2 separate regions of the Sus scrofa genome follow, and region 2 is linked to region 1. Evidence: chromatin contacts called from public Hi-C data. All regions are on one chromosome and are shown on one strand. Each heading gives the region's core, a stretch centred on a gene start, on an enhancer-like site or on the middle of the called end of the contact. The rest is flanking DNA. Distances are from core to core; before and after follow the strand shown. Region 1 has its middle 33 kb from the start of TRIM13. Region 2 overlaps EBPL (emopamil-binding protein-like).

Region 1 (3,237 bases), core at 49-2,548:
AAGTTGGAGCTGGAAGGAACCAGATCTACCACTCAGCCTACTAGCTAGCACACAAATACTTTCACTGCCCAGTTTTGAAAAGGGTGCATCTTGCAACCAAAAATAAGTAAATATCTATTAATAATATTCATGCCAGACTATTCAGTCTCACAAGTTCTTTCTGCATTTTCTTCGACAGCCATGGCCTGATCAGATCACAGCGCTGCTTGACTGTACGCTGATTCTGTTACCCTTAGTGAAACAGGGACAGATCTAGCTTATTTGATCTGGGCCTTCCTCAGTAAGAAACATACAAAACTACAAATAACTACAACATTAGCTGTGAAAGTGAATATTAAGAATAAAAAACAGGAGTTCCCGTCGTGGCGCAGTGGTTAACGAATCCGACTAGGAACCATGAGGTTGCGGGTTCGGTCCCTGCCCTTGCTCAGTGGGTTAACGATCCGGCTTTGCCGTGAGCTGTGGTGTAGGTCGAAAACGCGGATTGGATCCCGCATTGCTGTGGCTCTGGCGTAGGCCGGAGACTACAGCTCCAATTAGATCCCTAGCCTGGGAACCTCCATATGCCGTGGGAGCGGCCCAAGAGATAGCAAAAAGACAAAAAAAAAAAAAAAAAAAAAAAAAGAATAAAAAACAAAATTTTAAACCTTCGCAAATACTATAAACATTATACAATTCAGGAAAATTAACATGATATTTTAAAGTAGTTATTAAATCATCCCTGTAATATTCTCTGTTTTTGACTGCATACTCTTTACCTGTTTAATATACTGACAATTTTTATATTAATATTTTACAGAGAGAAGAGAAATAATTATTTAGCCTATTCTCTAGCATAACGTGTTGAAATTTGTTTTTATTATTGATGAATTAGGAATGTTTTCTTTGGCTTCACAACTCGTGATTGGAAATGGCTTGTAAATATTTAGAATTATTATGTAATGGGAAGAATCTATATCAGATGTCTTCCTGTGTGAACTGTAAGATAATCAGGGCATAATCAAGCATATTCCCCACAGGAAAGAACCAAATTCAGAGAACCAAGTTCTCTGCCCACAGTTTTCATCTTTGATGATCAGAATGTTCCACAGCTTAGCTTCTGGCTCCGTAGCGCAAGCCTGTTCTCTGCCAATACCCACATACTCCCACTGCCAGGTACAGCAGGACACATTCATGAAGCAATATGACCGCTGGCTCTGTCTCTTCATGTCACAATATCAGAGAAGTCAGCAGAGTGGATGGCTGGAGAAAGCCTGGAGCCATACCTACGTCTGGACAGCTCCCAGCAACTTAGCTGTATTGGGAAACGACTGTGACCCTCACAGCTGCCTCCCAAGAAACCCTCACTAAATGGATTCCCCAGCTCAACTGCCCCTTGACCAGAGCCCAGGGACCTGTGGCCACTCAATATACTCAGCGCAGGGGAAGTGTCCCACAAAGGTTAGAGGTAAAATGACACAGCCATTAATCAGTTCTGCCTAAAATGCTTCTTGCAAGAGTCCTTCTCAGGACTTGGAAGGGCCGGTGCAAATGAGGAGCCCATAATAGGTAAAAATATGTAGTTCCCTGGTGGCCTGGCAGTTTAGGATACATCATTGTCCCTGCTGTGGCTCGGGTCACTGCTGTGACACGGGTTTGATCCCTAGCCTAGGAACTTCCATGTGCCATGGGCGCAGCCAAATATAAATTAATTAAATTAAAAGTAAAATAAAATAAAAATAAAATAAAATGTAAAAATATTATCTGCTTCCCTGTTCCTCACTCCTCTCCTCAGAAGTTAATGATTTAATATATATCCTTTCTTAAAACACACTTATAGGTGTTCATGTGTGACTCAGTGGGTTAAGTATCCAGCTTTGTCACTGAAATGCCTCAGGTCACTGCTCTCACGCAGGTTTGGGTTCTATCCCTACCCCCAGAACTTCAGAACTAACATATACACCCAAAAAATAAAAATGAAAAAATAATAACAAGTAAAAACACACTTATATCCAATTATATATAATTATCAAAATATATTATATTTTAATGTATTTAATATTTTGATTATTTTAATTATATAATTAAAAAATAAAACTGAAAAAGATCTGTAAATAAATACAAAAGTCCAATCTAGTGCAGTGAGGTTGAGTAACTGAGGTCACACAGCTAAGAATTTTCACAGCCATGCTCGGAGCTCTGCTCTTCCCAGATGTGGAGCCTGGGCCCTTAATCAGTATAGACACTGACCCTCCTTAGCAGTCGAACCGCTCACATTCATTTCCCCTTTTACACGAACAGAGCTGGTGATGGTATTCATTTCAACGCAACCAAATTCTCTGCCCACAGTTGACATCTTTAATGATCAGAATGTTCCACAGATTAGTTTCTGGTTCTGTAGTGCAAGCCTCGTTTTTTCCCCAGATGGGAAAATGAAGCCTAGAGAACTCCAGGAGGTGCCCACATCCATTTGGCTGGGAAGTCGGAGCACAATCCATCTCCTAAGGCTCATCTTCCTACGTATCGTGGGTGGAAAGAGCTCCAGTTATCAGTTGATGGACTTGCATTCAAACACTGACCCTGAGTAAACTGGTTTTAGGACTTAGAGCAGAGGGATGAAGAGTAATGGTCTGGAAGCTAAAATGAGAAGTTAAAGTGGGGGTGCACCCTCAGGCTTCCTCGGGTTCAGTTAGAACAAAAAGGAGGAGAATATTCAGGAAGGGGAGTTCCTGTTGTAGCTCAGAGGGTTAAGGACCTGACATTGTCTCTATGAGGATGTGGGTTCAATCCCTGGCATCACTCAGTGGGCTAACGATCTGATGTTGCCACAAGCTGTGGCGTAGGTGGCAGATGCATCTCGGATCTGGCGTTGCTTTGGCTGTGTGTAAGTCTCAGCTACAGGTCCTATTTGGCTCCTAGCCTGGGAACTGGGAACTTCCATATGCTGCAGGTGCGGTCCTAAAAAAAAAAAAAAAAAAGTTCAGGGAAATGTTTCCTCATCTCTAAAGGGGGGTTTGATAATGCCTGAATCAAAGGGTATAAGACAAACAATAAAAATTAAATGAGGTGTGTAAAGGGGAGTTCTCATCGTAGCTCAGTGGGCACGAATCTGACTAGTATCCATGAGGATTCAGGTGCGATCCTGGCCTCACTCGGTAGGTTAACGATCTGGCGGCCCTGACCTGTGGTGTAGGTCGCAGACGTGGCTTGGATCCAGTGTTGCCGTGGTGTAAGCTGGCAGCTGACGCTCTGATTCAA
Region 2 (3,378 bases), core at 536-3,035, 190 kb after region 1:
GAAGGGCAGCTGGGCACCTTTTCGGTGCATCTGCCGGGTTAAACTGTGCTTGAGAATTGCTGTGGAAGCCTGAGCGCTGCCGGACTCCAAGCCCGAGTGATCGCCCTCCCACCTCTGCTGCCGGCTGGGCATCAGAGAAAGCAAACAGTCCAGATTTGGCTCAGTCCTGAGAAATGCAAATAGCTAATTCAGCCTTTATCAGTTGTCTCTAATTTACATTTTCACCTTAGAAAAGTGAAAGTGCATTTAATGGAGATGCCCTTTATTAGTGTGAAAGTGCAAATCCAGTAGATAAGGTCAGGTAGTGCTTCTTGGACTTGAAAAGGTGGTGCACGCGTGGTGCACAGACTGCCTGGGGGTCTTGTTAAAATGCAGATTCTGATTCGGAGGGTCTGAGGAGAGGCCTCCCAGATGCTGATCTTAGACTAGCCATTGATTCACCAGGATATAGAACCTGCTAAAGAAAAGATACTTGCAGAGTTCCTATTGTGCCGCAGCAGAAACAAATCTGACTAGTATCCATGGGGCTGTGGGTTCAATCCCTGGCCTCGCTCAGTGGGTTGGAGACCTGGCATTGCTGTGAGCTGTGGTGTAGTTCACAGATGCAGCTCAGATCCCAAGTCACTGTGGCTGTGGTATAGGCCGGCAGCTACAGCTCCGATTAGACCCCTAGCCTGGGAATCTCTACATGCTGCAAGTGTGGCCCCAAAACAACAACAACAAAAAGATTTAAGACATGATGTGCCTCGATCTGGTAAAATCCATTGGGCTTCATATATCCTAACTGCCAGACCCCTTCCCCGCCCTGCTTCCTCATATAAGGTCCCTAGACAAGCAGCCACCCCCCGGGCTTGGGGACCAGGCTCAGTGCCTGTGTATCTGAGGAGCCGGCTTCCGTCCCTGCCTGTTCTCGGAATTACTCAAACAAGCCCACCACATCCCGCTCCTTTCTGCAGAGCCCCCCAGCCCTCCCTCGTTCACTCCACTTCCTAGTGCAGCCCCCATGGGGCCCTACATCCTGCAGCGTCCTCCTCCCCCAACCTGAGTTATCTGACTGAGGCATGGCCATCAGCCTCATCTGACCAGTGTCATTGGGATGGGGGAGGGGGGCACATTAGCCAGGGCAGGAATCCCGCCCTCATGTACCAGCTGAAGAGGGAGTAATCAAAACCCCCCTCCCCTAGGCTGGCTGAGAGCCTCTCCTCCGTGGCCCCATTCTCTGTCCGCATCGCTGTCTGCACGGTTCAGCCTCACTGCAGTGTGAGCCACCAGCGGGCAGACTTTGTATCCTGGTCGCTCCCGCATTCTTGATACCTGGCACAGAGGCTTCTGTGAACTACAAAAATGGTGTGGAATTAAAGAACTATATCCAGTCCCTTGGGATAGAACATGATGGAAGATGATATGAGAAAAAGAATGTGTGTGTGTGTGTGTGTGTATATATATATATGACTGGGTCATTTTGCTGTATAGCAGAAATTGACAGAACATTGTAAAGCAATTGTTCTTTAAGTACAAAATGTTTTAAAAAGAAAGAATGAATGAATGGGATTGTTTTTCGTGAATGTCTAAACACCCACTAATCTCTTAGCTCCTAAAGCATTGACCTTTTACTTATGATATTTTCTTGGATTTTGGATGACGAAATGGTACATTTCACCTATTGTAACTATGTTTAAATTTAGAGGGAAAACTTTTACTTTCACTGTTGTGTTCTCTTCCAGTTGGGTCATGGCTGGTAGTTGGCTAAGGACAGGCTGGACGGCTGTGCCCGGCCTTTCACCGCATTGCCCCTCAGAGGCATGTGTCTGTGTGTTATGTCATTAGATAGCTAATCCTGTTTACAGGCCTGTCCTTTCTCTGGGGACAGCCTTTCATCAGAAGCCTTTGTCCTTGGCCCCAGAGGGATCCTAACCCGAGCCATTAGGAGACTATTGCTTTGTGCTGCTCCAACCAGTCAGATCACGTAGCTAATTTTTGACCATTCATGTGTCTTCTAAGTAACATGAGAATAGTATTTAAAGGGAGAGAAGAGGTAGGGACTTCAGGGTTTTTTCCCCTCTGGTTTTTCCCCGCTGGCTATTTAAGATCTTAGACTGGTGTGGGGGTTTTTGTTTTTTTGGGTTTTTTTTTTTTTTTTAGTCTTTTTAGGGCTGCACTCGCAGCATATGGAGGTTCCCAGGCTAGGGGCTGAATCAGAGCTATAGCCACCGGCCTCCGCCAGAGCCACAGCAATGCCAGATCCGAGCCACATCTGCCACCTACACTACAGCTCACAGCAACGCCGGATCTTTAGCCCACTGAGCAAGGGCAGGGATTGAACACGCAACCTTATGGTTCCTAGTCGAATTTGTTTCTGTTGCACCACAATAAGAACTCTTAGACTAGCATGTTTTTGATAAATTAAGAAAGAAAGAAAGGAAAAAGGGTGAGGAAGGAAGAAGGAAGGAAAGAGAGAGACAGAAGGAAGAGAGAGAGAAGGAGGGAGGGAGGAATACAACGTCCCCTGGGTCCTTGGTCCTTGGTCCAGCTATAAAAAGGCTTTCTGACCTCATGGTACTTTCTAGAAGAAACTGTCCTGAGAGTGGGGTCTGGGAGGATTTCTTAGGGCACACCTGCTCCCCGAGCAGCACAAGCGAGGCTTTTTCGGTGGCTGTGGTTCGCAAATTCCGTCCCTGCCGTAGACTGAAACGCGCCCTTTGTCCGTTTTGGACTCGAGGCTGTGCGAGTCCCCTCCCCTCCCTGCCGCCCCCTCAGTTCCTCTTCAATTATTAATAAGCATGTGTTTTTTATAAACATTTCCTTAATAGTAATTTTCCCACATCTGGGTGCAGACTTTATATTGCAATTTGGAAGCAAGGAATCAGAATGCCTTGACCAAGCTAATTATTAAAGATTGTTGTTGCAAAATCTGACTGCGTTGAATTAATTTAGAATTCTGCTGCTTGTGATGAAAAGGGAGGGGGGAGAGAGGGCACACATGTGAAAGCGGTTTGGAGACTGCAAGTTATTTTACAACTGTAACGGGATGTTGTTGTTATTACTTGTGTCGGGTTGCAAGTGCCTTTTCTTCTCAGGGCCTCTCTTGCCTTCCAGGAAAGCCTTGTGAAGATTGTAGAGAGAGTGGTAGTTCCCCTTTTATCTCCTCCTCATGGGCAAAGGGGGTCCTTGCCATCGACTGTCCTGGAAACGATGGCCAGATGAGTAACACCGTGTTTTTTGTTTTTAGGGAAGGAATATGGCAAAGCTGATGCGAGGTGGCTGACTTCTGATCCCACCATTGTGGCTTTGGAAATTCTGACTGTTGTCCTCGATGGCTCTCTGGCACTGGTCCTCATTTATGCCATCGTCAAAGAGAAATATTATCGGTAAGTGCTC

The links. Hi-C and Micro-C count contacts between places; a contact is called where the count stands out from the background.
Region 2: a Hi-C map of skeletal muscle shows a contact between it and region 1, with 2.8 times the contacts expected there. The contact joins two enhancer-like sites. A contact is called at or near these places in 3 of 47 Hi-C or Micro-C datasets (liver and skeletal muscle) and 1 of 2 datasets of contacts at active chromatin or transcription factors (skeletal muscle).

The regions. Positions count from the first base shown.
Region 1 is chr11:17,881,618-17,884,854 of Sscrofa11.1, forward strand. No RefSeq gene overlaps it. Among named protein-coding and RNA genes, the nearest start is that of TRIM13, 33 kb to the left of the region's middle. Within about 2 kb of position 1,299, at least 3 of the 83 cell types and tissues checked have an H3K27ac peak or open chromatin away from gene starts, as enhancers often do. A contact at or near this core is called in liver and skeletal muscle, where this site is marked.
Region 2 is chr11:18,066,821-18,070,198 of Sscrofa11.1, forward strand. It overlaps EBPL (emopamil-binding protein-like), which reads left to right. Exons shown (of 5, transcript XR_002336545.1): 3 at 3,230-3,368. Among named protein-coding and RNA genes, the nearest start is that of EBPL, 29 kb to the left of the region's middle. Within about 2 kb of position 1,786, at least 13 of the 83 cell types and tissues checked have an H3K27ac peak or open chromatin away from gene starts, as enhancers often do. A contact at or near this core is called in liver and skeletal muscle, where this site is marked.